Linked DNA regions of Mus musculus: all the other regions are linked to region 4. A link is a contact called in public Hi-C and HiChIP or PLAC-seq data. All regions are on one chromosome and are shown on one strand. The core of a region is the stretch at or near the end of the contact, and the rest is flanking DNA. Distances in the headings are between cores, read along the strand shown. Region 1 overlaps Rbms3 (RNA binding motif, single stranded interacting protein). Region 2 overlaps Rbms3 (RNA binding motif, single stranded interacting protein). Region 3 overlaps Rbms3 (RNA binding motif, single stranded interacting protein). Region 4 holds the start of Rbms3 (RNA binding motif, single stranded interacting protein). Region 5 overlaps Rbms3 (RNA binding motif, single stranded interacting protein). Region 6 overlaps Rbms3 (RNA binding motif, single stranded interacting protein). Region 7 has its middle 150 kb from the start of Gm39450.

Region 1 (3,806 bases), core at 923-3,422, 340 kb before region 4:
GGGTTGGGAAGTGGCACAGTCAGTAACTACCCCACCTTCATAAGGACAAGGCTTTCATATCACCACGTACTCAGTCAAAACTTTACATGGCTATGCAACCCTGCAATCCTAGCACTGCACAAGCCGAGGCAGGAGAATGTCCAAGACTCACTGGCCAGCTAGTCTCACTAAAATCTCAAGCTCTGGGTTCAGAAAAAGATCCTGCCTCAAAAAATAAGGTAGAGAATACAACCTAACATCCACTTCTGCCTTTGCCTGCAATTGTGTGCCCATGCACAGAGAGAGAGAGACAGAGACAGAGACAGACAGACAGAGAGACAGACAGAGAGACAGAGAGAGACAGAGACAGAGAGACAGAGACAGAGAGACAGAGACACAGAGACAGACAGAGAGACAGATAGACAAAGCTTTCCAATGCAAGGCTTCCTTCCATTTATTATCATACAGGATCAGCAGCCACCTCAGCGGCGGGTATACAAAGCTACATGGTTTCTGATCACAGGCTGCCAGGAGGTACAGGCAGAGAGCCTGTCACTGTCTGCAAGCTCAAGCCATGAAGGCAGTTATTGTTCTGAACAGGTGAGAGCAGAGGCTTTTTAAAGCTTCAGAAGATTTTCAAGACATGTCAGTTCTAGAGGGTGAGATCTGTATCTGTCAAACACTCTCTTTTCAGTTCTCCCTCTCCCGGGAAGGTGATTCTACAGAGGGATCTGTGGCTTCTAAAATTTAGGACTCATTGCTTCTGCTGTTCCAGATGTCTAAGGGGTCCTGGCTGGTTCTTCCCTCCCCTGGGCAAGGTGCCTGCCTTGAGGTCAACAGATGCTACCACAGAACACTCATCCACTGAAGAAACAGTAAGGGACAAGGGGGTGCAGCTCAGTGCACAGTGAGCCTGCTTGATCATGGGAGAAGCCCTGGGATCAACCTCCCAGCAAGGAAAAGGAAGAAAATAAGTAATAAAATATCTTCAACCCGCTCAAATGTTCACGTCATACAGAAGAGGAAAAGGAAAGGAGACAGGATTGTTTGAAGTCGGTGGAATAAAGGGCTAGAGAGATGGCTCAGCAGTTGAGCACTGACTGTTCTTTCAGAAGACCAGTATTGCATCCTAGCGAGCATGTGGCGGCTTATGACCCTTGCCAGTTCCACATGGTCCGATGTCTTCTTCTGGCATCCACAGGCACTGCACATACATGATTCACAGACATGCATTCAGGCAAACCACCCATACATGTTAAACCAAATAATAAACAATTTTTTTTAAAAAATAAACTCAATGGGACAGAGTTAAATCTGGGCTGTCTGGTTTGTTTTCGTGTGTCACCAAGTATTTCACCTCAAACATTTGTCCATCCTGGTGCTAACTCTATGGGAAACGAACTCAGCTGACAAATAAGATCCAAAATCATGCGGCAAAGTGTCCCCAAGTATGTAGAATAAGTAACATTGGAGTGTTTCTAAAATATACATTATTTCTAAAACTTTCACCATGAATATTTTCATTTCTATGTCTGGGATAGTACCAAAGAATCCTCATTTCTGTAAGAAGTGCTTACAAATGATCTCTCTTGAGCAAGCCCACAGGTTTTCCCTTAGATGCAAAGGTCATCACCAATCTTCCAGAAACAGAGACATTCAACTAGATTCTGGGGCATTTTGTGCTGAAACCCATTAAATCATTTGGGAATCCAGCCACGTTTCACCACGAAGCCATGTCCAAGGCTCCTTCCAGGGCCCTTCTGACTACGTCTGTGACTTTGTCACTGGACTGGGAAAAGCACACATTTGCAGGACCTCACACTACAGGACAAGAAAACATTTCCCCTTGTGGAGGAGATTGTCCTGACACATGTTTTCAGCACATTCAGAAATCTGAAGGCCAGATGTATAACACATTTTAATTAATATGCATCACACACACACACACACACACACACACACACACACACACACGGCTTAAGATCGCTCAGACTTAGCAATACCTGCATAATAACATTGTTCCCATCTTCCCATTGTACTTCAAGTGAGGGAGCAACTCTGACAAAGCTAGAGACATCCCGAAGTCTGTTGGCTTGTCTCTTCTTTGCAGATTTTTGCAGATGTCAGAATGCCTCACAAATCATCCCTTTGAAAGGGAACTGAATACCTCAGCACTGAGGCTATCTTCTTCCGTACTTCCAGGATGAGGCAAGAATTTGGAATGATCCTCCCAGTAGTGACCAGGAGACACCCATCAACAGCTCTGGAGATGTGCTGATAGCTGAAGATGGTGACTCAGAAGTCACCTGCAACGTTGTGACTGTGAAGGGAAAGCTTTGAAGGCCACACGATCCTGGGAGATTCAAATGTAATTCTTAGGATAATACTGGAGCCTTGAAAGTTCTGAGTTGCAGCCTTAGTAGGCTAATGATTTTAAATACATATCTATCTGCTAGTAATGTTAGGTTCATAATCTATTGTTGACTTGGGTTTAATTTTAATGCTTGTCTTTTCTCAGAAGTATCATATGCCTCATTATCCTGTCCTGGCATGCTTTCAGAGACAGCTATGACATGCGAGGAAATTACTGGAACGAATTTCTATCAGGTTGTTTTTTTTTTTTTTTTCCCTTTCTTAGTCATACTGAATTTGTGTTGAAGGCTCCACAATCTTTTTGTTTGGTAGAAATGGGAGTGTGTGGCTATATTTTCTTGTGTAATTGCCAAGTTGCACCCCACGCTTACATGCCCTTTGCCCTGTGTTAAGCTAGAATACAGTTATTTTTAAGTGCTAGATGGCTTAGCTGTTAAAGTGTACAAAGACCTGAAGTCAACTGCTAGAACTCATGTGAAAAATACCCAAACATGTTCTTGCGAGCCTAGTACTGGGGAGGCAGAAAAAGGCAAATCCTGGGGCTCTGTGATGATCAAGCATGACCTACGGGACAAGGTCCAGGTCATTGAGAAATCCTGCGTTGGAAACAAATGATGATGACTGAGGAAAAGTACCCACAGTTGCCTTCTGCCCTCCAACACACATGCATACATGTGCACATGCACACACACACACACAATACATGTACACATGCACACATACCCCCACATAATACATGTGCATATGCACACATACTCCTACATAGTACATGTGCACATGCACACACACATACATAAGATGTGTGCACATGCACACACACACACACACACACATACATAAGAAGAAATACACTTTCAAAAACAATTATTTGTCCAAATAGGATAAATGGTCTCAAAAAGATTTTTTTTTGTTTCTTTCCCCAGTGACAAAGAAAAGGGAGAGGAGGTCTAAATACCATCTGCATCCCAGGGTGTTTTTAAAGCTTCCAGGACTAAGTGTTTCTAGGCAACCTTTTTTATTGCCCTTTAAGCTATTTCTCCCACTTTATGAAGAGAGATAGTCTATTCCAATGCCCATGTTATTATGGGTACTAAATTCTTTATAAATTCAGTCTGATAGTAAATATCCCATAATGAGGGAACGAGGGACTTGGGGAGATAATACTGAATGTAGAGTGTTTAGTCTCCCATCCGTCATGCTGTCTGCTCTACAGGAGGACTGCTTCTTGGATCTTCCTCTGGAACAGCTTGAGATGCTTGTTAAAGAGTCAGAAAGAGACTGGAGAAATGGCTCAGAAGTTCAGAGCACTGGGTGGCCTTGCAGAGGACCAGGGTTTGATTCTCAGCACCGGCATGGCAGTTTATAACTACCTGTAACTCCAGTTCCAGGAGATAGGACATTTTCTCCTGGTCTCTGTGTATACTGCATGCACATGATACACATGTACACGTGCA
Region 2 (4,340 bases), core at 417-2,916, 500 kb before region 4:
ATGTAGTATTTTACAATTATTCTTTGCTTTATGATTCTGAAGACATATTTTAAGTATACTCCTGGAAAATGGCATTTCATAAGATGACACGTAATCAGCGTTAATGAATTAAAGTATCAAGCAGATATATAAAAGTTTGAAGGCTGTTGAGGTCACATGACCCATCTCTATCACTGATCTTATTTTTCCCATTTTTCAGATGGAGAAGTGAGGAAGGAAAGAGAGAGAGAGAGTGAACAGCCTATCTAATGTTATTGGTAAAGATGAGAGTCAGGATCGCAATTGGAAATTCAGTCAAGTTTGTTCTAATACCCACCACAGTAAGATAAAATGGTAAAATCAAAGAGTCCATAAAAATAAGCATATGTTATAACTGTAAATATTTAATATGGTTCTAGATAGAGAGAGAACATGAATCCTTCCATAATTAGTTCTTGGAAATCCTTCATAACAGTCTATGGTATAAATTTATGCACCTTAATTTCTGGTATGAAAAATGAACAATCAAGGAAATGTCATTCTTAGAAAAAGGAAGGAACTGAACAACAATGAAATACAGTCTGTCTGTCTTTCTCTTTTTCAGTTTTAACCTTTAGCATACACAGAATCCTACAGCTCGTCTTAGCAATTCTCCCAAGCTGATTTGTTATTTGGAATGAGTGCTGACGCTCTACCCTCAGAAAGTTGAGCTGTATGAAAAATGTGTCCATGTCAATGGATTTGGTTCAGCCATAGAGAAGAATGCAGTGGTAGTCCTCCCACACTAATATCAAGCAAGGAAATGGACCCCAGGCTTTCCTACAGGCCAATCCGCTGGGGATATTTTATCAGTTGAGGCTCCCTCTTCTCAAATGAGTCTAGTTTGTGTCAAGTTGACAAAACACTAGGCCGAACAGAGGAACGGAGGGAGTCACACTAAAGCAAAACATAGTGGTGCATAAATCTGCCTGTGGAAATGTCATAATGACATTACTTTCTATGCTAACCGAAGACGTTATTAGTGTTTATAAAATGTGTTAGCATTAGCTGGGCTAGTGATTCATGCTATAATTTTAGCATGGAGGAGGCTGAGGCAGGAGGATCACGAGTTTCAAACAGGCCTGAGGCACAGAGAAAGCGGTTCTCCCTTGACTCCTAGACTGGCAATGTTAATTGTGCTACAGAAATCTAATCTGTTGAAAAGCAAGAAATCAATCAAGCAGCTTCGCTAAAGGGAGCTCTTGTGTGGAATCCTGAAGGGAGGTAACTCTAGCAGTCTCGCTAAGCACATCTGTTTCTGCTAGTCAGACTTGGCCAATTAAAATTCTGACATGTTTATTTTATCTTCCATGTCAGCAAATTTTGAATAAGTTGAATAACTTATATGCTAGACTTTTTAATATATTTATCTATTACTCTTTTTTTCTATGGTTTTAGATTCCCTAGGAACAAAATATTTTCACACAAACACACACACACACACAAACACAAACACACACTCTCATCTCCTATTGTATATCATGTAACAGTTGCTTGAAATGGAAGCTTGGAGTTTTTAGAACTCAGAGACCGCTTACCATGCTTTAAAGATAAGAGCACGATTTTGTATTATAGATTAGAGGCCTGGAGAACAATGAGGTCTCAGCATGAGGCACAATGGACAAGAAGGAAAGAGAAAGTAAGACTGGTGTGTGTGTGTGTGTGTGTGTGTGTGTGTGTGTGGTCAGTCCTCTTAAAAGTCCACTTAGTCTGGGGAAGGAGGATTTCAAAGAATATCACATTTCACTTTCTTGATCCCTCCTTGGCACCTTCCAGCTCTCAGTAAAAGCTGAAGTCCAAAGCACACAGTGATTACACTTAGGTCCCTCTTTTAGGGACACATCCCAAATCCATAAACTCTCACACATTCACAGGCTCCCACAGAAGATACCTGCTATTTCAGGAGTGTTATTTTTTCACAGATCCCCGAAGAACTGGCTACTTAAACTTTTATTGCTACAAGGTCATTGCTATATCAAAATGGCTTTAACTTAACATAAATCAACTTAGCAACCTTTGTGTATCCTGTCTCTAAGGAAGGACAAAAGAGTCCAAATCTGAAGGTCACGGTGTTTCTTGCTTGTCCACGCCTCTGGAGGTGATATTTGAGCTGCCCCGACTTCAATTTTCCGTGGCATGTTTAAGATCAAATACATCGTGAACTTTGCTGTAAAATGGACACGTTGTGACCGAGGGTCTGGGCTGCAATTTGTGAGTCAAACAACTAGCTTTGCTGTGCGAGGCATTCGCCAGAAATAAAAATGAAAAAGGCCAAAAGTTAGACCAGGCTTGGCAGGCACAGGGGAGTATGGCCACACACCACAGCCATAATTTTGAGTAACGTTATGAAATTCTCATCAAAGGAAACTCTCCATGGTATTTAAGGCTTGTGTCTGTATTTTACACACACACACACACACACACACACACACACACACACACACACACAGTAGAAAAAGATGGAGGAGGAAGAATTGTATTTTTTCAGAGACTTATGAATGGGGCAAGTGTGTGTGTGTATGTGTGCTGCTTGTGTGTGTGTGTTTTGTGTTTGTGTGTCTGTGTATGTGCTATGTTATGTGCTGCAAGTATGTGTGCTCTGTATGTGTGTGTTGAGTGTATGTGTGCTAGCTATGTTTGTGTATGCTGTGTGTGTGTGTGTGTGTGTGTGTGTGTGTGTGTGTGTGTTTTCCCTGTGCCAGGTCTAACATACTCTGTTGTTGAATTCATCCTATACCTTCATTCACAGACATGACTAATTTGAATCAATTTGCTTAACCCAGAGTTCTTAATGCAAAACAGCAGACTGTTTTCAAGTTGTCTAGAGACACATCCTCAAAAAGGTCTCACCTACAAAACATATCTACACTGTATAATTAGCTGATAAGCATATAGAAATGGGGTCCAAGGACACAGAACAGCCTACTCACCAAACAGTGCTTAATTTACACTAAAACAATGAGTCTTTTACAAACAACTACAAAATATTTTTTCTGCGAGACAGAGTCTTGCTAGCTAGCCTTGGCTGGCTTGCAACTCACTATGTAGAACAAGCTGGCATCAAACCCATGGCAATTCTTCTGTCTCGGCGTCCTGCATACTGAGATTACAAGTGTATGTTACCACACACAGTTTTCTTTTCTTTTACATTAATTCCCTTGACCAAAATCATAAAGAAAGCTAGAGGGATAGGAAGTTCCTATAAACTTTGTGAGTTCCACAGACAGGTACTGGCCACACAAGGAGGAGGGTGACAAATAGAGGTAGTATAAATAGACAAGTTTACTGAGTCACTCTTGTCTTTATTCTCAGAGCTGCCTTCTGCTAAGGTCCTTAAAACACACCCACACGTGCACATGCTCTTAGGGTCTCATACTGAAATTGGAATTGTGAAACATTCTCACATGGAGGGGAAAAGGGAACCTTGCAAGACTCAAGAAGTAAACAAAACATTCAAGGCCCTGGAAGTAGATGAAACTTACAAGGCCTGGGAATTAGATACAACTTACAAGGCCCAGGAAGTAGATGAAACATACAAGGACTAGGAACCTCCTGAAAGTTACAAAATACTTCAAACATCTCCCCAAAGTTACAGACACAGTAACAATTACCAGATTAGAGGAGAGTTGTCAAAGGAGCTGTCTTTGCGTTGGTTAACAAGCTGTATGTGTATGAGGGGAGAGGTGGGAGGGTTTGAGGGGATACTGTTGCCTTTGAGTTATTATTGCTTCTGTAAGTCACTCCTCCCTCATACTCTTTACAGCAACTCCAATACACCCACTGGCCTAAGCTAGACCTGCATGTAGTAATTTCTTTGGTCTGTTGTTGGTGCCCTATCTAGAATGAACAGCCCTTTGTTCATATCTTCCTGGGAATCTCACTCACAACCAGGTGCAATGGGAATTTTATGAAATCTGTCTTAATTGGCTTAAACACAACTGCTTTTCAGACTATAAGGTCTCATCAACATGAAATCTAAACAAAATATAACTACTTTATTTTTCTAAGCAGGGAGGTTGGCAAGATGTCTATGGTTAAAGTGTGTAGTGCTCTTGCAGAGGACTTGATTTCAGTTGCTAGCACCGACATCCATCAGCTTCAACCTCCAGTAACTACAGCTCTGGAGAATTCTTTCCCCTCTTCTGGTCTGCCAAAACACCCATATTCACATACTATCTCCACATACACATAATTAAGAAAAAATAATACAACTCTTTAAAAATATTTCTAAGTAGCTGAAGAGGCAGCTCAGTTAAGTATGTCCTACTCTTGCAGAGGCCATGAATTCAATTCCCAGCACCCACGTCATTCAGCTCGCAACT
Region 3 (4,104 bases), core at 102-2,601, 290 kb before region 4:
CTGGCTGTGTGTGTGTTACGTATCTCAGTCAGTGCTGTGACCAAGTGCCCCACACAAGCAACTGAAAGGGAATGGCTTATCCCGGCTCTTAGTTCTGTCATAGCGGGGAGGCATGGCAGCAAGAACAGGAGAAAACTGGTCACAGTATCGACAGTCAGGCAGAGAGCAGGTAGGAAGGGGGCTGGTTTATAAACCCACAAGGCCACCCCAATGACTTGCTTCCTTTCCCACATCATAGCCCTGAATTCATTTCTTCCTTCAGCAGGTAGAGGGTTGGTTCTTGATAGTGTCAATAAAGAAGGCAGAAGTCAGTTACTGGATGAAAGGAAGAAGGTGGGACTTCCACCTCCCAGGAGGAGGAGGAGGAGGAGGAGGAGGAGGAGGAGGAGGAGGAGGACCATGTAACATCTTAAGTAGCTGTAAATGGCAGCCTTTGCCACCTGCAGATAGGCTGAAATAGGCTAGCTGACAAAGCTAGTACAGGAGATGTTTTTGCCCCACACATCAGATTCCTCCTTGTACTTCAAGTCCCATTCTCCACACAGTATATTAGAGAATCTAGGTCTGGCTCTTCAGGAGGCTGTGCTCCTATACATACTTAGCCAATTTCCACAAGGCACCCTGAGCTTTCTCTCGGGAAATTTTTGACTGAATTCTGGGGACAATGAGGGACCCCACACTTGTGGGGGTGGCTCCAAGCCAACAAGAAGCAAAAGATTCTGCATACAGACTTAGAATAAAGAGCGAGTAAACACTCTCCAGTTGTGGGATATTCATGTATACTTTTACTGGTCTAAGTGAGGGACCAGAGGTCAAAATGTCTCAAGAAACCGTGAAAGATATTTCCATTCTGGAAGAAAACGTGGCGTCTTGGAGGTTTACGAGGGTAAGAGCTACATCACGGCCGGGAGAAAACAAAATGACATACAAGGCTGGCTCTAATAAGAAACAGCGATGCGTTGAGTGAGGGATAAAAATCACTTTAATTTGGTTTCAATTTGCTCTCCTTCCCGACAAATAATTAAGTCTGGTCACGGCCACCTCTGCCCCTGCAGCTGGCAGGAGAAAGGCAGCAGAGCAGCCCCACCCAGCTCATGGTGCTTTCTACCCTGCAGCACCCCAGGAAAGGCTAGCCAGGACAAACTCAACTTGGTGGCTGCGCACCCACCTCCTTCTTATGTCATCTAATTTGGCCACAGGTTCAAGCCAATTAGATCTGAATGTCACTGTTCCCTCCTACCCCCACCCCCCACCAGCCAGAGCTTGTTTTTCTTCCTGGTCAGAGGAGACCAGGCCTGCAGCTTGGCAATTAGGCGGAAGTGGCGCCATGGGAGGAAAGGAACTGTGGGATAATTAGGTCATTCTGAGAATTCGGTCTTCCATCCACAGGCTTAATCAATGCTTCCCTGAAATGCTTTGTACCTTCTGCGCTTACTTAAGGTTTTGTTATTACATGGCACTACCAGTGGGATGACCTTCTAGAGAAATAATCTATATTAATTACAACTTAACTCTACAGTATCACCCGAGGGCCCTTTGTCTGTCTCCTGCAGTCAGAGGTGACATATTCCAGGGACCTTTATCCTTCAAAACCCATTGTGCAAAGATGGGTTTGGAGTTTCATTAAAGTCTCTTTACATATTCAACGGTTGATACACACATGGGGTGTGTATGTGTGTATGTGTGTATGTGTGTTTGTATGTGTGTGTGTTTGTATGTGTGTATCTGTTTGTGTGTGTCTGTATGTGTGTGTTTGTATGTGTGTGTGTATTTATGTGTGTATGTATATGTGTGTTTGTATGTGTGTGTTTCTGTGCATGTTTGTATGTGTTTGTGTGTGTATGTGTGTGTTTGTGTGTATATGTTTGTATGTATCTCTGTGTATATGTGTGTGTGTTTGTGTGCATGTGTTTGTGCGTGTCTGCATCCCATTTTATGTGCACATGTGAGTTAGATCAGGAGGTAGGTATACAGAAGTACTGCTGTAATACCTGGAAAGGACAAGCAAACCTCTGTTTCCAGGTGAGGTGAACAGACTACAATTTGTGCACAAAACAAACAAAAAACAAAAAGTAAAGGCTAGGTAAAAGACATAAGATTTTTAGTCTGGTTGAATAAAACAGTTACAAGACAGACAAACTCAACAAGTGAAGGAACTTGCTTTCAAGTACCACTTGAAAATCGGACATTCTCTCTGTTTATAGTGCCTGAGAAATCATACCGAGCTATACCCGAGTTCAGATGGGTCTACCAAATCACCATGTACAGTTGACTTTTCTTAAATAGGAGACATTACTGCTGCTGACTGAGAGTCAAAACTAGGATCAAGATCATTATTGAGGAGACGGGTGAAATGCCCAAGTGTTATTGAGACTCAGTGTCCACACAGTTTACCTAGCCTTCTTCTGGGGCAATTATTACTTTATTGCATGGCAGAGATTTAACAAGCAGTCAATGTAGATATAAATTTCAGGCCAACCTCCAGAAAGCCTCTCTTTGCTGAAAGGCTGCATTCATAGATGTCTGTGAATTATCTGAGCAACATGTCTCTTCCATTGGTATAGAGAGAAGGTAATGTTAGAATGATGGCTGCAGGAACGGGCCTGGGGTACTCACAAAACATCCTACTGAGTTTGTAGCTATGATGGGAGCAAGCTATAAGAACACTGTCACTGCAGGCCACTGGGTAGGCAGAACTGATTACCATCTAAGCTCTGATTGCCCATTCCCCTCTTCCTCCCCTTGCTCCAGTCTTACAACAGGCAGCGGCGATAGAGTTCTCCCAAGCACAGAGCAGAGGTACTGGTCTTAGTGAGCAAGCGTTGATTGGAGGGGAACCACTGCCAAGCTGTGATACTGTGCTCTATATTTAGACTCAGTGAATCCCCAAAATGGCTGGTGTGGGATGCTCAGAGTCAACACCCATCTTCAGAATCCACCATGCATGCAGGAAGAGAAAGCAAAGCCCATAACTGGGAATATTATAAGAAGAAGCCTTATATATGCTTCTCTAGCTATTTTCTTTTTGTTTTATACATGTACACATGTATGTGTGGCCATGTGAATGTGGTATATGTATGCATGTATGTGTGGCTATGTAAATAATTTCATTCTTGTTAGAGGAAGATGCTGGGCCTCCTGATCTACCGCTATTGTTATAATTCTCTTTGAACAAGGCCCTCTTGTGGAACCTGACCCCAAGGTTGGTAAACAGCAAGCTCCAGAAATGCTCTTGTGCTCCCTCCCTCACAATGCCAAGGTTTCTGGTAAGGGATTTTGTAATAGAGCACATAGATGGTAACTGAGTTCCTTGTGTTTCCAAAGCTTCTCTCCAGCTCCATGGTGGTTATTGTTTGTGTGTGCATTGCTTTATGAGCCCGAGTTTCATTACAGAGCCCAGGTTGACCTGCAACGTTTTAATTTTGTTTTTTATTATAGTTGACTCTTTATGTGTGCATGTTGAGGGGGTTGGTTCTCTTTCCACTTTCACCTTGGTCCCAGGAATTGAATTCAGATCATTACTCAGTGCCACTAAGTGGCTGGGCTATCTTGCTAGCTCAGGTTATATACTCTTATTTTAGGATATTAAGGGCCAGGAGACATCTCAGATAAAACAGCTGCTGTATAAGCATGAGCTGAGATCCCAGCTCTTGTGTCAAAGCTGGATGTGGTGGTTTCTATAACCCCAGTCCTGGGCATGGGGAGAGACACAGGTGCCTGGAGCTCATTGACTAAATCACTGAGTTTCAGTTCATTGAGAGACACTGTCCCAGTAACTGAGAGAGAAAGAAACTCATGAAGATACAACATCAACCTCTGGCTTCCACATGGATAGGTGCCCATATTCACATAAACATGTAATGCTCCCCCAAACACACACACAGACACACACACACACGCACACGCACACACACAGATTTAGCTAATATAAAAACAACACATATGAAGCTGTTACACAAAGACAGATAGATGACTAATTAAAGTTTATTCTTTCATTCTAACCAAAGTGGCAGCAGATTCTGCAACAGTTCTCTCCTCTCCTCTCACAGAAATGTACTTAGATCCATCTCCAAGGCTTTACAGAAAATGATCAAGATCTTAGGA
Region 4 (3,950 bases), core at 826-3,325:
AGGCAGGAGGGCTGGTCTATTTAAGCAGCAGCTGCCCAAACTAAGTGGGCACAAAGGCAGAAAGCAAAGTGAGTCGACCTTGGAGGGGTAGGGCATAGGGTAGAGCAATCAGAAAAGGGGGAAAAATGGAAAAAGAAACACCAGCCTTTAATGCAATCCTGAGAGGCTGTTGTCCAAATGGGCATTGTCTGATGAGACAGAGTAAATGGGAGGTAACCTTATCGTGAATTACCAAACCCTGATTATGCCAAACCCTGAGAACCCAGTGACAGCGTACACTGCTCAGCCGTGCCCTGCTTGCTCTCACATGTGGAGTTACTAAGAAGATGGAGGGGTCTGGTTAATTCATTACGAAATCAGAGAGTATCCGGCATGGTACCCTCCACCCCCCACCCCCCAAAATAATCAAGCCCAATCGAATTGACAAATTAGAGCATGGATCTCTCACCTCACATCTTTCATGTCTTAACTGCAGGATAAAAAGTTCAGGGTGGGCACTGCCCCCTGCTCAGTTTCGTGGGCTTGCCTCCAGGCCCCTAATGATCACTTAAGCACATGCTCGCACAAAGCCTAAAGTCTTTAACCAATTCAAGTCCAATTATTATCAGTTACATCCCATGCCTTCCCCCCACCCCCAGACCCAGACTTCCTAGTGGTAACTGAAGGGTGGGGGTGGGGGCCAGTCTAAAAGTAAAAGCTATGGATGCTAAGCCTCTAGTTCTTTTAGCCCCCCAAAGCATCTCAGTCAACCTTCACATAAAATACAGTCCAAACCAAAAGAAAAAAGAAAAAAAAATGCTCAACAAACTCTGAAAGACTTTGGTGGGTGCCTCCTGGCGCTCCTCTTTCCTCTTTCACTAGGCCATGAAAAGTTTAAGTGGCCCCCACCCCAGAGTGTTTTCTGTAAGGAAGGGGGAAAGGGAGGGGGGTACCCAAATCTTTGAGATTCACACACAAAGAACAGCTCGCTAGAAAAGCTCCTAAAACAATATTCTCGCCCCCTGAGAACGTCTGTTGGGACCTCGTTTCTAAAAATCCCTGCTCACCTGCAAAAGACTTCAACCATCTCACCGGCATTTCTGCAGCTAAATAACAAAAGAACACTCCATTGAAAGTCCCCTGTCTTTAAAGAGAAAGCTACACTCCGGGGCTTCCTCTCCCTTCTTTCTCTGGCTTGTTAACTCCGTTCCTACTGTTAGTAATTTGAAAGAGGTCGGCAGAGGGGATGGGGGCTAGGGTGAGGGAAGGGTCGGATTGCCACGCTCCGGAGGAGCGCCAGGCACCACGCTGCCTTCTGAAGCCCGCGGGTCCAGCCATACCTTGGTTTGGAGGTACTGAGGACAGTAGTACGTGTACTGGGGGTACATTTGTGGCTGATCCAGGCGTTTGCCCATGTAGCTGGGATCTTTATCTCCGAGGCAGGAAACTGAATAACAGGGTGTATGATGCCCCAGGCAAGCGAGCTTCTTTCTCTTAATCCACTGTCCCTGGCAGTCTGCGTGACTGCTGAGGCTTCTCAGACTCCAGCCTCACTAGTTCCAACACCGTGAGGAATTTAAAACAACCCAAAAAACCAAAGCAAAGCAAAACAAAAGAACCAAAAAGAAAAGAGAAAAAGAAAAAGAAAACAAAAACAAAAACAGATGGGGGTTGAGATCTGTAGCGGAAACCCCCAGACTGCTTCCCCAGTTCTTGCCTGCCTGGTTCCTCCCAGCTGCCCGGTCCAGTCCGGATGAAGCAGTTTGCTCTGTGACCAGCCTGTCTCTAGTGGTGTCAATCGCAGGCGCTTGTAAAGGCGAAGGAGGAGAAAAAAAGAAATAGATCCTTTAGCACAACTCGGAATCCTTGCAGTACAGCTTTCGTTCTCTCCCGTGTCTCTTTCCCACCGCGGAAAAAGGAAATTTTAATAAAAAGAAGAAAAAAGGAAAAGAAACAACGGACAAAAAGAAAAAGAACGGAAAGGAAAAAAAACCGGGAAAAAAAGAAAAAGAAAAAAGAAAAAAGAAAGAAAAGAAAAAGAAACCCGTGCAGGCTTAGTTGCTGCTGTCTGGTTCCCAGAGTGACATGGTGTGTTCCAGCTGGCCTTGCCCCTCTCACTCACTTCCCCTCCTTCCAGCCAGTGGGTGGAACTGAGAGAGCCTCTCCAGGGAGCCGGGCACGCAGTCCAGAAGGCTGCAGTATTTCCTCCAAGGGGGGAAAAAGAAGATGAAAAAGAAGAAGAAAAAGAAAGAAAGAGGCTGCTGCCACCCCTCTGCTAGCTATCTGGAATAGCACAGTGAGCAGCGTCTGCAGCCGAGCCGCGGGTGGAACCGAACCCCAGCTTCTCTGTGAAGTGCCTGGGTGGGGCATGGCCCAGCCTCCCTGCCCTGCTCCGACCAGGGCTCCCAAGCTCCCAAGCTGCTTCTCCTCTTCAATCGCCAAGTTCCCAGAGGTGAGGCATGGCATTGATGAACAAAACAGACCCTGCCCTGCGAGGGGAGCATGAGGGAAGGAGAAGTGTGTGTGTGTGTGTGTGTGTGTGTGTGTGTGTGTATTTACACACACATGCCAACCTTTCTAGTTAAGTAGGGAGAAAAGTGTATTCAAGGCTTTTTCAAAATCTGTTAACACATTAAAAGCCAGATGAACCGAGGACCTGAAGATGAAACCAATGTTTTGGGGGATGCTCAAGAGAGGAGAAAAAGTGGGGATTCTCAGCTGGGTACCTCTGTGGGGAAGCCAAGCCCCATCTCAACAAGGGGGTTGCCTTAACTATCACAAATAATTGTGTTGTGGCTTTATCCATCTCTTAAAAACGAAATCAAAGTGATCTTTACATTTATTCGCTTATTGGAGAATAAAATAACCTCTCTCTCTCTCTCTCTCTCTCTCTCTCTCTCTCTCTCTCTCTCTCCTTCTCTTACTTGCTCTTTCTTAATGCTTTCGTGGCTCTGTAAGTATTGCACACAAAAAAATTGAACAAAAACTCATAATTACTTGTCAGAGTTTTTCCCCCCACCAGTAATAATATTCCGACACGTCGATCAGCTGCTACATTATAATACAGATTGTTTCAGAGAAGATAGATCTCCTTAAAGGGTTTCTCTGCAAGGCGGCGGTGAGGCTAAAATTAGCTGTGCCAGCTGTGTTTTGCTGGGAGTGCTCACGCATGCCCGGAGCGTGGGCAGCCAGCCTCTGTGCCTCTCCACTCCCCCAAGTCTGCCGAACACTCCAGCCGTCCTTTCAGATAAAAGACTCCAGGTACAAAGGCAGTTTCCTCACATGGAGGGAGAATTGAAACTGCAATACACAGGATGCCACCTCTGCTTTAAGTCCCGCCTGCCACTCATGGGGTAACAACCTAGGCTCCTGTGCTCCTTAGCTCCAGGAAGCTCAGTTCTGAAGTCTGGGTACCAGCAGAAAGACAAGGACACGGAGACATCACATTGGGTTTTATGTCGATTCTCTCTCTCTCTCTCTCTCTCTCTCTCTCTCTCTCTCTCTCTCTGTGTGTGTGTGTGTGTGTGTGTGTGTGTGTGTTTCTCTTTTTTAAAAGACAGGGTCTCAGATACCCCAAGCTGCTCTTAAAACTTGCTGTGAAACGGAATGATTTTGGCTTCTGATTCTCCTGCCTTCCATCGCCCAGCACTGGTATTGAAGGCATAAATTAATGAATGAACCAGGTTCCTGTGGGCACTGGCTGTGGAACCTAGGACCCTGCCCACAATGGGCAAGCACTCTACCAACACAGCTATCTCTTGATGACAAAAATCAGAACTTGGGTTGGAAAGTGGGTATGGGACACCTGTGATGGAAACATATCAAGACAGCTTCACTCATGGACCTCAATTATTCCATCCATAAAATGGAGAAGGACAGCAACTGAAATCAGGCACCAATCTCAAAGTCTTCTGGCCACATCTCCCTCTCTAGAGAACTTGTCAAGCATCTGGGAATCTCGTTGTTCCTTC
Region 5 (4,330 bases), core at 1,081-3,580, 400 kb before region 4:
GTGTGTACAAGTGCAGGTTCAGAGGTCAGATTTGGTCAGAGGGCACTGGATCTGGAGCTGCAGTCACAGGTGGCCATGAGCTGCCTGATGTAAGTGCTGGGAACCGAACTCAGATCCTTTCCAAGAGCAGCAGGGGCTCTTAAACCCAGACCCATCTCTCCAGCTTCCATCCTTATCCCCTTAATGGCCATCATTGATAATTTACATTTCTAACTAACTCAGGGCTGGAAAGGACTAGAAGACCAGAGACTGTATTCATCACAGACACACACATTTCATGATTTACAGATGCGTAAGAGTAAAGACAAAGTGTGTGGTGGATACAGAAGGAAACAAAGTGTCAAGTATCCGCTCCTATGAATTCCTGTTCCGCCCCTGAGAAGTCCCATGGCCAAGGAGCCTCAGAAATCCTCCCAAGCTTCCAGAGGAGTTAGAGCAATGCTATGAGAGACCTTGCCAAGAAAGGCTACTACTGCTTCCTTCTTAGAGGTCATAGATTAGGAGTGTAGGGGTACTCATAGATACACTTAAAGTCCAAAGCAAGTTATATAATATATAATGATTATAAATTCTTGATTTACCACGGTACCCATAAATATAATTTTCCAGGACAGAATTAAGTTAGAACATACTAGTACATGGACTATGAGCTAAGCTGCAGAAAACCCAGTATCTTCAGGACATAGAAGACAGAGAAATTAATAATTTTCATGTACCTTTTGGACTTCTGCTATCAAAGTATTTGACATAAAATTGAAATTAAATATTTCACACAAGGAGAAATTTTAATTTAATATGACTCCATAAATTTGATGTTATTAAAAATGATTCAAAATGAAAGTTTTAGTAAGTGGAAAATGATGATATTATGATGGTAGATGGGGAGAGAGAAAAATAGTGTAGGGACATGATTTACTCATAAATAAAACAACCAGAAGACACACGCACACACATACAAACACACACACACAGTTGCTGTTGTTGTTTGTTTATATAGGTCCCATATAGGCCTGCTGACTTCCGTCATTATGTAGCTGAGGCTGCTCTAGAATTCTTGATTCTTGTATCCAACCTCCCAAGTCCTAGGATCATCACCAGGTCAATCTATGAGTGCCAGGGATTGAACCCTGCAGACACTCTACCAACTAAGCCATGCCTCAATCCCTAGATATCTACATCAGCAGTCGATCATTGCCAAAGTCATAAAGTATTAATATGAGCAGAGTCACAGCCTTAGAGAGAAAGCACTGGTCAGGATTCTCCAGAGAAACAAAACCCAAAGAACATATGCAAATGAACAGACAGAGATGGCTAGATTGATACAGAGCTTATGTAGAGAGAGGTATAATTATATACCTGCAAACTGGGTTTACTTTGAGATTAAACTCTTAAAGCCACAGAGGCAGAGTCTCCCCATGTACTGGCTGCAATCTGGAAACCCAGAAAGAGCAATGGTATAATCCTGTTTTAGGATAAAAGACAGAGATCCTGGGAGTTAAATCTCAGAGTCTGAGATCCGAGCCCTTCATATCCAAGGCTAGGAGAGAAGATAACTACCTCAGCAGCTACAGGTGAGGAGCCAATTACTCTCTGCTCTACTGTTTGTCCTCTTCAGCTCCTTAGAACATTGATGAGATCTGCCTACATCAGCTAGGGTGGAGCTTTGTGCCTCAGTCTACCAACCCCAGTCTGGGCACCTTTGAGAAACACCCTCAGACACAAGCACCTCAAGAATGCTTTGCCAGCTGCCTGGACATCCTTCACCCCAGTCAGGCTAGCACCTTACTCATCATGAGTAAGGGTGGTATGAACACTCTTTCTGCAAACCCTGACAACACCCCTTTCCTTTAGGTAATAAATAAGAATACAAATGATGGAAAGTTTTCTGGCCTTTTAAGTTGTGGTCTTTCTTCTTGGAACACACACACACACACACAAGTAACCATAAAATGCTCACCCAAGAGACCAGTTGCTTACAAGCCACCCAAAGATATAGGAACAGTTCCATCAGTTGGCTCTTTAGTCCCTTTAGTGATTTTGCCAATATTCACTTCTGCATTGCTCAGTTATGTTCTTGCTTTGCATCATTATTTTCCTCTCCTCAGGCCCTAGTCTCTGGCCAGATGTTTGCTCTAACCACAAAAGGCAATAGTTACTAGCTAATTCCCATGATGACTGACCTTGTCCAAAGTTTAAGACCATCCATCCTATTTATTAGGTTAAGATGAGGGTGTGCCAAAGATTAGAGAGAGGCTGTGGTCATGGGAAGACAGCGACCCTGGGAAGAGACCTGGACCCTGGCCCAGCCTCTGCCATCAGTTCATTCCAAGATCTTGAGTTAGCTGCTTGACCCCTCTTGGCACTGGAGTTCCTGCATCTGTTGGTGTAGGGTGTAGGTGGCCTCTGTAGTCCCTTCCGATCCAAGTTATTATGCTTGTGTACATCAAGCAACCTCTTGGGCCATGTTCCAAGTTCCTTAGAGACTAGGACCATGGTCAAACTGTCTACACTCCAGCCAAGCACACAGACGCAAAACACTGAAACTCCCCTTCCAAACGTAGTCAGAACAGCTCAATGAGCCAAAAAATGAGGAAAAAGATCATTTCTAGGACCAGATGAAGGGCTGTACTCGACAGTAGGCCAAAATCACATGTCAAATTTGTAAACACAAGGTCACAAATCAAATCCAGCCCCAATAAACAGGGTGATGTTAAGCTCTGGGTCAGGTTACATCTGGGGTTTGATGATGGCAGAAACGGCTGTCACCGCAGTTACTGCACTGAAAGAAACCACCTAGTGCTTGGGAAAGTTACAGAAAAACTTGGACTTAAAATGTCCTGGGTTCTGTTTATCACTGCATCAAGTGGGTGACACAGGGTGAAGTATGCCAGTTTAGGGAAAATGATTAGAAAGCAGAGAGAGAAAGGCACTCTATCTATCTTCATCAGAAACAGAGTCGCCGCTTTTTATAAGCATGGAAAGTTTTAGGTCATGTCCCTTAGCAGAAGCATGTCTCAAACTTTACTTTTTTATATCGACACATCATTTTACCAGAGCATCTTAATGTTTCCATGGCATTGATAGAAGAACAATATCCATGAGAGGCAGGAAATTCTTCTCGTTCCAGAATGTCATCGGGTTAAGAATGTTTATGGCTCGTGGATTAATTCTATTAAACAGATGATAATGGCTTGGCTCAGAGAATTCGGATTGCTTGCCTCTTTCACCACAAGAAAATGAACATCACGAACACAGACACAGCGTCTTCTTTCTTTACTAGCTCATCCTGAGTTTATACAGCAACGGTTAACACAGAGTAGGTCCTCAGGTACCTTCTGATGAGGGGATAGATTTCCACGGTGCACGCTATCACAGCTTGACTGTAATGAAAAATAAATTGGAAGTTGACCATTTTCACAGGTATAGCAGAGAGCACTCCATAATAAAACAGGGAAGGGAAGCTGCAGAGGCTTGATGACGTACATCCCTCAAGAAGGATGCTTGAGACTCAGCCTTAGCTTTGCTTCTTTGTTCTGGTGGGTTTGTTTTTAATGTTGAGAGGCATGACCTGATAATTAAGATTGTCAAGGAAACTCACCAGAGGGAGTTGGGACTTTGTTTCCCACCTTTGTGTTGTGGATTCCTTTTCCTTCTTTAAAGAAAAGATTTTGCTTTATTTTAAAATATGTGTATACATGTGTGGAGTGTGTGCATGTGTGTGCACGAGTGAAGTGCTTATGGAGTCCACAAGAGGGCATTCATTCTCCTGGAGCTGAAGTTACAACAAGTGAGTGGTGAACCCCCATGTAGGTTCTGGGGAATGAACTCTGAGCCACTGCAAAAGTAGCAAGTGCTCACATTGCTGAGCCATGTCTCGAGGGCCACTGTTGTGTTTAATGCAGCAATGAACCTATTCCTTTTGAGCAGGGAGAGCTCTCATTGCTTCTGTTCACTATACTGCAACGAAGAGAATGGGCAAGAGGCAGATTGACTGATGCTGTTCGCCACATTGGTTACTCCTAATCCTGAGGTCTTTGGTGACTCCTTTTTACTTTCTGAGTTTTAAGTTTTCACAGTCTGTACTCATTACTTGTCTATTGCCGTGATTGAAACATCATTAGCAAGACAACTTACAAAAAAAAGTTCATTTTGGTTTATGATTCTTGAGCATTAAGTATCCATGATGGAGTGTGGCCATGGTGGCAGGCAGGCAAGGTGACTGCAGCTGGCTCAAGAGCTCATACCTTAACCACAAACAAGAAGCAGAGAAGGAAAACCTGAGATGGTGTCATTCTTTCAACTTTCAAAGGCTGCCCCTGGTGACATACTT
Region 6 (4,289 bases), core at 506-3,005, 380 kb before region 4:
TTTTGGTTGTGATCTTTGACAACCTTTTATTTCTATCTAACAGAAAACTGATGAATGAAACAAAGCTTCCACGAAAATCTAAGCATCCTGTAGCTCTGTGAGGACAACTCCCTACCCAGATAGAAATGCGCCAGGAAGGACAAGTGAGCTGTTTCAGCAGGGAAGGCTCGTGGCACCCGGTCAGAGGACCTGAGTTCAGGAGCAGAATCCATGTGATAAAAGGAGAGGACTAAATGCTGCCGATTGTCCTCTGACCTCCACATGTCTGTCTGTCTATCTGTCTGTCTGTCTGTCTGTCTGTCTCTCTCTCTCTCACACACACACACACACACACACACACACACACAGAGAGAGAGAGAGAGAGAGAGAGAGAGAGAGAGAGAGAGAGAAACTTAGTGGTAGTAGAAAAAAATCATAAAAATAAAATTTGAATATTCTTTCTAACATCTGAGACAAGCTTTACTTTCTTTAACTCCTGACTTCATCCTGATTGCACTAAATATATCCTAATCTGGAATATTCTAAACAGAAAATGAAGAACACTCATGTGTGCATAGTCAACTAGTTCCTCACCACAGAGTACCCTGTGGCCCATTTTGTGACTCCCCTGCTCATGTCTTTCTCAGAATAAAATTAACTTTTCTAGAGATCTCGTCGTCTCTGAAGGAACAAAGGTCCTACATGTCTGACTGACACCAAACCCATCAAGGCAGTAGATCTGGGAAGAAGTTGGCTCATGAAACCGCTTAGTCATTCCCATTCAACCCTCCGACGCTCAGTGTGAGCTGCCAAGAAGCCGTATCATGAAAAGCTAATTTGGCTCTTGAAGATAGCATGTTTTCACAAAGTGATAAGAAGGAGAAGTTGAGCTGGGTTCAGACAGGCTGTCTCTGTTCTCAGAAATATTGTCTGCTGTTTTATCAGCCGCTACATTCCACAGCAAGAGATGAAATACGACATTCTCTCCCTCCAAGGGTGGGGCATGCTTCTATGCGTGCATGTCTGTGTGTATGTGCGCGCGTGCATGCGTGCGTGCGTGCGTGCGTGCGTGCGTGCGTGCGTGCGTGCGTGTGTGCGTGTGTGTGTGTGTGTGTGTGTGTGTCCTTACTGCACAAGTTTGGTTCAGTCAGCAGTTGACACAGAATCCTGCCTCTGGACACATCCCTTGAACCTTCAGCCTCTGCTGAAACATTTCCTTTCTCCTGGCTTTCATCTGAGTTTCTCTCTTCTCCACCCCACTTATTCCCCTTGGCTGCTGTTCAGTTTGGTCATACATTTTCCAGGATGCAATCTTTAAGGGATCCTGCCATGTGAACTGAACTTACTCTATTCCCAGCATTCCCCGTGCTCTTCTGTCCCCCTCGGGGAAACATGATAACCTTTGTTTTCGAAAATACCCCTGCCTTGTGTGTATATTTGCTTTGAAAGTTGAGTCTTTGAACAGGATCTGGAGCCGGCCGGCTCACACTTAGGGAGAGATCACAAGACGCTACAAGGAACCAGACAGATTATCTTGCCATCTGCTGAGGGGTTCTAAAGGAAGTGGGGCAGTTAAAGATGAAAGCGAAGCTGAGCTCCTCGCCCCACTGTTCAACCCCCACATGCCAGGAATAATCTTGACCGACCCCAAACCTGTTGGTTGGCCTCTTAGAGAAAAGCAATAAAGTTGAACTGAGTTCCGTTACCCTGCATTAGCTGTGATCCAAATATCTAGCCATTTACAATTTGACACTTTCATAGGAGTGGTGACTCATTCCTGGAGCATATCAGCCTTAAAGCAAATAGCCACATGAAGTTCAGAATACCAGAATAGGCCAGTGGCTTCCCTATTCTCTCTCCCCACTGCCCTGTACATTCAGGTGTTATTTCTGCTACATTATGTCCCTTGAAGATGCTGGTTACTGAAAGAGGCCAGAGACTTTTACAACCTAAAGAAGCAAGCAGGCCATGCTCTCCCTCTCTCGCCACCTTTCTCTCCTTTCTTCTTTCTCTTTCTCTCTGTCCTTTCCCTCTCTTCCCGCTTCTCTCTCTCTCCTTTTCTCCCTTGCACTCCTTCTCCTTCTCTCCCTGCCTCTTCTTTTCTCTCTCTTATATAATTAAGAAACGGTGCTGCAGCTGATATGGTCCTATGCTTAGCCATACATGCTCACTGCCATACAGGGTACCCCACACTAAATGTCCTGCTATAAGACCTTCCACCATGCCCTGAAAAGTTACAAAAGTCAGATGCTGATATATCTGAAGGATTTCCAGAGGACCTCACCCCATCATCCTGTCTGTCATTACAATCACTATCATGCTTTAAGTTTTTTAAAACGTATGTATATTTTGTTTGCATGAATATATCCATATTATGCATGTGCCTTGTGCCTATAGAGGCCAGAAGAGGGAATCCCCTGTTACTGGGGGTTACAGATGGTTGCTCGATGTCCTGTGGGTTGTGAGAACCAAATCCAGGTTCTCTCCAGGACCAGCAAGTTCCCTTATCTATTAAGCATCTCTCCAGCCTCCAACTGCAGGTTTTAAAAGGACACCTCTTTTCCCCTTTATGACCCACCTCAAGGTCAAATCATTACTGCCAAGGTCTCAGTGCTTTCTCTCTTAATAATGCTTATTTTTTAAAGAGTAATTTTGTATTAGTTTCTTTCCTGAGTCCACCCACTGCCCCCCCCCCTCTCATAATTTAGACATAACTTTTGCAATTAGGATTTTTGGAGGGAAAATTTGTAGGTATGTTGCTAGGATACAACTAGGAACTAGAGGGAGGAATACTTTAACACAGTTCCAACACACTTCTGGTCCTTCCAGCTGCTGGCTCTCTGGTTATCTCCCAAATCTCCAGGAAAGATGGAGCTGTTTCCTGACCAGGTCCCCGCTTGAGTCAGACACCATCAAATGACCTCAGAGCACAATCCACTAAATCCACTCATAGCGTGGGAGTCTTGAACATGGAACTCCAGGCAGTGAACCATCATTAGCAATGAGCCCTGGCTGGATTGACAGTCAGGTGTCAATGCTTCACTGCTTTGGCCATTCCATGGCTAAGAGCCTCATGGAAGGCTGTCATCATAACAGCGAGAAGAGATCCCTTTATCCGAGGTACCAGTGACAGGAGGGAGCTAACAGACTTTCTCTTCATGTGTGTTCATATCCTGCTACTAAATCTACAAAAACATTTGGTAAATAAAATGCATAAGTCATGTGATAGATTAGGGTATGTGTACAGTTAGGCAATTAGGCTGAGCAGAAAGCATTTTTTATATTTTTATGGAAATTGACATAAAAAACAAATGAATAATATCAGATATTTAATTCTAGTTAATGGTATGCATGTTGACTTGTAAAGAGGTGAGGTTTGTTCATATCTGCAACTGATGTTTTAGTGTAAAAATAAGAAGGAGTGATGGATGGAGTCGCAGGTATTCAATGAAGCGAATGCCACCGAAGTTAGTTTAGAATGCAGATACAGGATCCAATGTGGACTTCTTCTGATTTTTCCTGTGTGTTTGTATATATCGCTATAAAATACTGGAGGACAAACCACAAGTACCTTTCCCATCATACAATCCTTGCGATTTTTTTCTTCCCTGGATTTGGAGCAAAACTGTATCAAAGTCTCTACCACATGAGATTAAATAGAACTGCCTGTTATTCAAAGTACTCAAGATCCTTCTTCATAAAGAGTTGTTGGAATATGTCAGGAAAACGCCAGATGCCCAAAGCATTAGAAGTGGCCTCTGCTGCTGCGTGCGAATCTGGCAATTTGGTGATTACACCTTGCACAGATGTGAGTCTAAAACCATATTGGCCCCAGTATAATAGAACACCCTTGAAATGACTTATCAGCCTCCACTTTTCCCTCAGAGCCACAGACCTGACACACCATGGTTGAAAACTACTATTCTGTTGAACACACTCAAGGGAGTTGCAGAGCGTAAATGACAGAGACCATGGGACACAAAATATTCACTGTCTGCGTTTTTATGGAACAAGTGGAAAGAGCTGAGTGAAAATCTATTATGACGGGCAGATGGGGGATGTGGTGTGCTGGGATTGCACTGGTAGTGGGCATTAGCAGTTGCATGAAGTCAGCGCTCACTCAAAACCATACTTCCACTCTCTCTGCGCTTGGCAGTCTGAGGGCAGCTGGACACAACATGCTAAAGTAAGAGCAATCAATGATAGCTAGATGGCTGAGCAGATGAAGGAGCTGGCCACCAAGGCTGAAAATCTGAACCACGTGGTAAAAGGAGAGGACAGGCTTGCAAGTTGCCCTCTGACCTCAACGT
Region 7 (4,073 bases), core at 836-3,335, 320 kb after region 4:
GAGAGAGAGAGAGAGAGAGATCAAGCAAGGCTTGAAGTCATTATGAGGCTGATGGTGTCTATGAACTTCTGAATTCCAGATCCTCCTGACTCTACCTCCATGGTGCCACGGTTGCATGAACGCACTGCCGTGCTGGATTTAGATTCCCCTTTTTTATGAATTCATAAATTGTCCATGGCTCAAATTTAACCTAGAAATTGGTGTCAGAAATATAACACTCTACAGTGTCAGGTGTTCACCACTCTACAGTGTCATGTGTACACCACTCTATAGTGTCAGGTGTATACTAGTCTACAGTGTCAGGTGTTCACCACTCTACAGTGTCAGGTGTTCACCACTCTACAGTGTCAGGTGTTCACCACTCTATAGTGTCAGGTGTATACTAGTCTACAGTGTCAGGTGTTCACCACTCTATAGTGTCAGGTGTATACTAGTCTACAGTGACAGGTGTTTACCACTCTACAGTGTCAGGTGGACACAACTCTACAGTATGAGGTATACAGCACTTTACAGTGTCAGGTGGACACAACTCTACAGTGCCAAAACTTCAGAGTGTCAGTGTATAACCCCTTACATGGTTCTCCTTAGAACCATGCCATATTTTTCTATGTCATTAGCAACTCTTTGATCATTTAAATAACATCATCTTCCTAATATTGAACTTTTCAAATTTTGCAAAATTATACTGCTGTAAATAATTCTATATTTTAACATTTATGTATGAATCATTTTCTGATCTAAATTATACCCATCCTTACACATAATTTTTGCAATAAGAATAACACCATTTTTGCTACCTCATAAGACTGAATTTTACTTATTACTTAAAAAGAACATTTTATAAATAGCTGCTTACACCAGCAAACAAGGGAAGACACTAGTAATGTATTGAATTATGTGATGAGAACCTGTTTCTCTCAACTCCCTGAAAACCAAATTGCATTCACTAAAATCTTTTCTGTAGGTGTGCGTGTGCACATGTTTTTGTACTCATGGAGGCTATGCTTGTGGGTGGGTGTTCACATGTGTAAGTCTGAGGTCATCCACAGCTATCAGTCCTCAAGAACTTTCCACCCTGTTTTCTGAGCCATAGTCTCTTAGTAGTATATAGAGCTTGTTGACTTAGCTAGGCCTACAGGCTCAGAGGACTCGGGATCCGCCCATCTCCACTTCTGCATCCTGAGATTATAAGCACATACCGCCACACTGGGGATTTTATGTGCACTCTGCGGCTCAATCTTAGATTTGTGTGCTCATATCCTGAGCCCTCCCACCAGGCCTTCAATGTAAATTCTTCCAAGATAGGGTCTTTTCCTTGGTTTAGGGCCATGTACTGATAATCTAATAGCCCATCTGTTTTGCTTCAGCTTTCCACAAGGAATTTTTCCCATGCTCTTAGCCAATGCACTGCCAAGAATAGGTCTCTCTCTATTCTCCCTCCTCATCTTACTTTGCACAGTATAAACACACGCAGCGTTGTCTTTTCCAAACCCACAATGTATGTTCTCCTTTTTAGGTGCTACTTGGTTGTTCAGCTTTGTGGAACCTGTGGAAACCCTGACAACTTTTTCCTTTCCTTGTGATGTTTTCCCCTCGGTGTCCTTTATTCTAGCATGTCCTAGGATATTGTCTTCTACTATATCCTCAACTAAACATGCATAATTTTCATATACAGATGGATGGCTTGAGAGAAACAAGCCATTGTGTATTTCTAGCCAGACATGCTTTTAAATGAAAACATAAAAGCATTTTAAAAAGTAGTTTTGCTGGCCATCTCTACAAATTCACCCCACAGAAACTAACTTATTTAGTGTGCATATGTGCTGTATGCTCTCAAGTCTGTGAGTTCGAATTCTACGCATCCAAGGAAGCCATGGACCACTATTGGGTACCCTTTTTCTATCGCTCTTTGCCTGATCCAACTGAGAGAAGGTCTTTCGCTGACTCTGGAGCTCAGCTAAAAGCCACAAGCCACAGTGATCCGTCTGTCTCAACCTCCACAGAACTAAGGGTATAAGCAGGGGCAGGGCGATATGCTTGCTCTTTAGATGTGTTCCAGGCATGAACTCATTTCCTTGTGCTTGTGCAACAAGCATTCTTACCTGCTGAGTCATCTCCCTTGCTGCTGAAATGCACTTTGGAGCTTGACCTATATCCTGAGAACTGTCTTTTCCTAGAAATGTATTCAGCTACATCCAGAGATCTATCATCCATTCCTAACACACTACCAGCCTCACTGTAAGTACTTAAAATGTGTATTTCACGGACATCTATCTACTGCATTAGATCAAGATCTCTTAAGATTCCATGATTCAGTGGAGACTACATTCACATCTTTCATCCAGTCAGTGTTCCAGTACCTACTTAGTCATGCACTCAACAATGACTTAACTAAAAACTGCACTGCATTAAGAACCAAACAGCTCTAGAGCAGGGGGTGTCAACCTCTGGATTGTGACGCCTTTGGAGGTCAAATGACCCTTTCACAGAGGTCACATGTCATAAATCCTGCATATCAGATATTTATTTATTCACCACAGTAGCAAAGTTACAGTTATGAATAAGCAATGAAATAATTTTATGATTAGGGATCACCACAACATGAGGAAATTTATTAAAGGGTCATAGCACTAGGACCAATTTAGGTTGAGAACCACTGGTCTAGCGAGAATAAACATTCTTTGCCCTTAGGAACATTACTAACCATTAACCATAATGAGTAAACCAAAAAATGAATTAGATGCTAGGACAGAAGGAAGACAAGACCAGGAATCTAAACAAAAGGCACTTAATAAAGGCAGGCAGAACCTGCTCAGAGAAGGAGGAGCCATGTCAAGACACCAGTAGGAGACTCTTGGTGGATTCTTTTTGCTGGTTTTGTTTTGTTTTGGTCTTCTGTATCTATTCCAGGCTGGTCTTGAACCTGCTATGCATTGAGGATAACCCTGAACTTCTAGTCTTCCCCCGTTCACCTCTGGAAAACTGGGATCACATGCACCACCTGCTGTGATGGAGAGCAAACTCAGGGCTTTGTGCATATGAGGCAAGCCGTCTCCCAACTGATATCTACCCTTAGACACTCTTGGTGTACACGTGGGAGGCCCTTAGCTCCTTCTTTGATCAGAAAGGACTCCTTACTGTTGTGAATAAAGGGTAGTATTCTAAATCTGTGTGCTTTTCTTCACTTCCACAAGAGTATTTGACTATGACAATAAGCACTTTACCATGAGTAGAGGTAAGGCAGCAAGGGAGCCACTGTTCAAGAGATCTCTGTTTTAATCTATGGAGGACTCAACTGAGTTCAGAAACTGTCTTTTCCCCAATGCAATTTCTATCTATGTAGCTGTGAGAGAAGTCCTTGTCATTCTGCTTGTTTGCACATCTACGTGAGCAAATGTAATTTCCTTGAGCTGGTGCATGTTAACTGAATTGGTGAGAAAAGAAGGGAAGTAATTATTCCAACCTAAGTAGATAACAGGACAAAAGGAGCCTGGACCTAGTTGTTTGTCCTTTGGCCCACATTCTTCCCAGGAGTCAAGACTTATGCAACTGTTTGCCTTAGGTGAGGAAAGAAATGTTGTTCACACACACTTTATAGACAGATCTCTGGGTACAAGCATTTTCTCTTGATCAGGGACTGTAGAATGTAACAGTAGTTTTGCATACAGTCCTCTGTAAGTGTAGAGGATAACAAGCAATTACCAGAAAGAGCAGGAAAGTCAACAGAAATGAGATCTGACCTCCCTTCTTTGCTGCTCACTTTCAATACTCTCTTCCTATATTCACACAAGTCCTCATTTTACCAATATTAGTGGAATGCAGAACTTGTTCTGACTCTAGTCCCTGCAGAAGACATGTTGTGCAACTAGGAGCAAAGTGTGTGACCATCATTTTATCCAATCCTGTCTGGCATTCACTATCAGCGGTATTGAAGGTTCTAGATGGTATCCTGACATTCCATGGCCTCTTAGTTATTTTTCCAATGCTGTGATAACATTCTCAGACAGAAGCAACTTAAAGGACAAAGAGCTCTAACTGAGAGCTCCAGGCTAAAGGTCATCACAATGGGGAAA

The links. A called contact is a pair of places that touch in the nucleus more often than the background predicts. HiChIP or PLAC-seq counts read pairs in DNA pulled down with a chosen protein or histone mark.
Region 1: a Hi-C map of the N1E-115 cell line shows a contact between it and region 4, with 9 times the contacts expected there. The contact joins the enhancer-like site here to the promoter of Rbms3 in region 4. A contact is called at or near these places in 3 of 484 Hi-C or Micro-C datasets (the N1E-115 cell line, embryonic fibroblasts and uterus) and 4 of 115 datasets of contacts at active chromatin or transcription factors (bone marrow-derived macrophages, fibro-adipogenic progenitors, neural progenitor cells and 1 more).
Region 2: a contact with region 4 is called in a Hi-C map of nephron progenitors, with 1.8 times the contacts expected there. The contact joins the enhancer-like site here to the promoter of Rbms3 in region 4. A contact is called at or near these places in 5 of 484 Hi-C or Micro-C datasets (myocytes, nephron progenitors and uterus).
Region 3: a contact with region 4 is called in a Hi-C map of the N1E-115 cell line, with 2.5 times the contacts expected there. The contact joins the enhancer-like site here to the promoter of Rbms3 in region 4. A contact is called at or near these places in 1 of 15 datasets of contacts at CTCF or cohesin (the NIH/3T3 cell line), 4 of 484 Hi-C or Micro-C datasets (the N1E-115 cell line, embryonic stem cells, myocytes and 1 more), 4 of 115 datasets of contacts at active chromatin or transcription factors (bone marrow-derived macrophages, embryonic limb bud, embryonic midbrain and 1 more) and 2 of 9 other capture datasets (adipose tissue and pancreatic islet).
Region 5: a contact with region 4 is called in a Hi-C map of uterus, with 4 times the contacts expected there. The contact joins the enhancer-like site here to the promoter of Rbms3 in region 4. A contact is called at or near these places in 3 of 484 Hi-C or Micro-C datasets (adipose-derived mesenchymal stem cells and uterus), 2 of 115 datasets of contacts at active chromatin or transcription factors (embryonic forebrain and fibro-adipogenic progenitors) and 1 of 9 other capture datasets (adipose tissue).
Region 6: a contact with region 4 is called in an H3K27ac HiChIP or PLAC-seq map of heart atrium, with 6 read pairs. The contact joins the enhancer-like site here to the promoter of Rbms3 in region 4. A contact is called at or near these places in 5 of 484 Hi-C or Micro-C datasets (muscle stem cells, nephron progenitors and uterus), 3 of 115 datasets of contacts at active chromatin or transcription factors (bone marrow-derived macrophages, fibro-adipogenic progenitors and heart atrium) and 2 of 9 other capture datasets (adipose tissue and liver).
Region 7: a contact with region 4 is called in a Hi-C map of the N1E-115 cell line, with 2.8 times the contacts expected there. The contact joins the enhancer-like site here to the promoter of Rbms3 in region 4. A contact is called at or near these places in 13 of 484 Hi-C or Micro-C datasets (the N1E-115 cell line, adipose-derived mesenchymal stem cells, cerebral cortex and 5 more), 1 of 115 datasets of contacts at active chromatin or transcription factors (embryonic limb bud) and 1 of 9 other capture datasets (adipose tissue).

Annotation. Positions count from the first base shown.
Region 1 is chr9:116,907,494-116,911,299 of GRCm38.p6, forward strand. The region is part of intron 4 of Rbms3 (RNA binding motif, single stranded interacting protein); the gene reads right to left. Among named protein-coding and RNA genes, the nearest start is that of Gm39452, 280 kb to the right of the region's middle. Within about 2 kb of position 2,173, at least 18 of the 459 cell types and tissues checked have an H3K27ac peak or open chromatin away from gene starts, as enhancers often do. A contact at or near this core is called in the N1E-115 cell line and fibro-adipogenic progenitors, where this site is marked.
Region 2 is chr9:116,747,320-116,751,659 of GRCm38.p6, forward strand. The region is part of intron 6 of Rbms3 (RNA binding motif, single stranded interacting protein); the gene reads right to left. Among named protein-coding and RNA genes, the nearest start is that of Gm39449, 220 kb to the left of the region's middle. Within about 2 kb of position 1,667, at least 11 of the 459 cell types and tissues checked have an H3K27ac peak or open chromatin away from gene starts, as enhancers often do. A contact at or near this core is called in nephron progenitors, where this site is marked.
Region 3 is chr9:116,964,705-116,968,808 of GRCm38.p6, forward strand. All of the region lies in intron 3 of Rbms3 (RNA binding motif, single stranded interacting protein), which reads right to left. Among named protein-coding and RNA genes, the nearest start is that of Gm39452, 230 kb to the right of the region's middle. Within about 2 kb of position 1,352, at least 16 of the 459 cell types and tissues checked have an H3K27ac peak or open chromatin away from gene starts, as enhancers often do. A contact at or near this core is called in the N1E-115 cell line, where this site is marked.
Region 4 is chr9:117,250,408-117,254,357 of GRCm38.p6, forward strand. Rbms3 (RNA binding motif, single stranded interacting protein) reads right to left here and starts at 2,076. Exons shown (of 15, transcript NM_001172123.1): 1 at 1,320-2,076. The coding sequence starts at 1,394. It overlaps Gm17396 (predicted gene, 17396), which reads left to right and starts at 2,126. Exons shown (of 2, transcript NR_166691.1): 1 at 2,126-2,431; 2 at 2,938-3,950.
Region 5 is chr9:116,845,246-116,849,575 of GRCm38.p6, forward strand. All of the region lies in intron 4 of Rbms3 (RNA binding motif, single stranded interacting protein), which reads right to left. Among named protein-coding and RNA genes, the nearest start is that of Gm39449, 320 kb to the left of the region's middle. Within about 2 kb of position 2,331, at least 37 of the 459 cell types and tissues checked have an H3K27ac peak or open chromatin away from gene starts, as enhancers often do. A contact at or near this core is called in adipose tissue, adipose-derived mesenchymal stem cells, fibro-adipogenic progenitors and 1 more, where this site is marked.
Region 6 is chr9:116,872,371-116,876,659 of GRCm38.p6, forward strand. The region is part of intron 4 of Rbms3 (RNA binding motif, single stranded interacting protein); the gene reads right to left. Among named protein-coding and RNA genes, the nearest start is that of Gm39452, 320 kb to the right of the region's middle. Within about 2 kb of position 1,756, at least 93 of the 459 cell types and tissues checked have an H3K27ac peak or open chromatin away from gene starts, as enhancers often do. A contact at or near this core is called in adipose tissue, heart atrium, muscle stem cells and 2 more, where this site is marked.
Region 7 is chr9:117,569,281-117,573,353 of GRCm38.p6, forward strand. It overlaps a transcript of Rbms3 not described here. Among named protein-coding and RNA genes, the nearest start is that of Gm39450, 150 kb to the right of the region's middle. Within about 2 kb of position 2,086, at least 50 of the 459 cell types and tissues checked have an H3K27ac peak or open chromatin away from gene starts, as enhancers often do. A contact at or near this core is called in the N1E-115 cell line, adipose-derived mesenchymal stem cells, embryonic fibroblasts and 2 more, where this site is marked.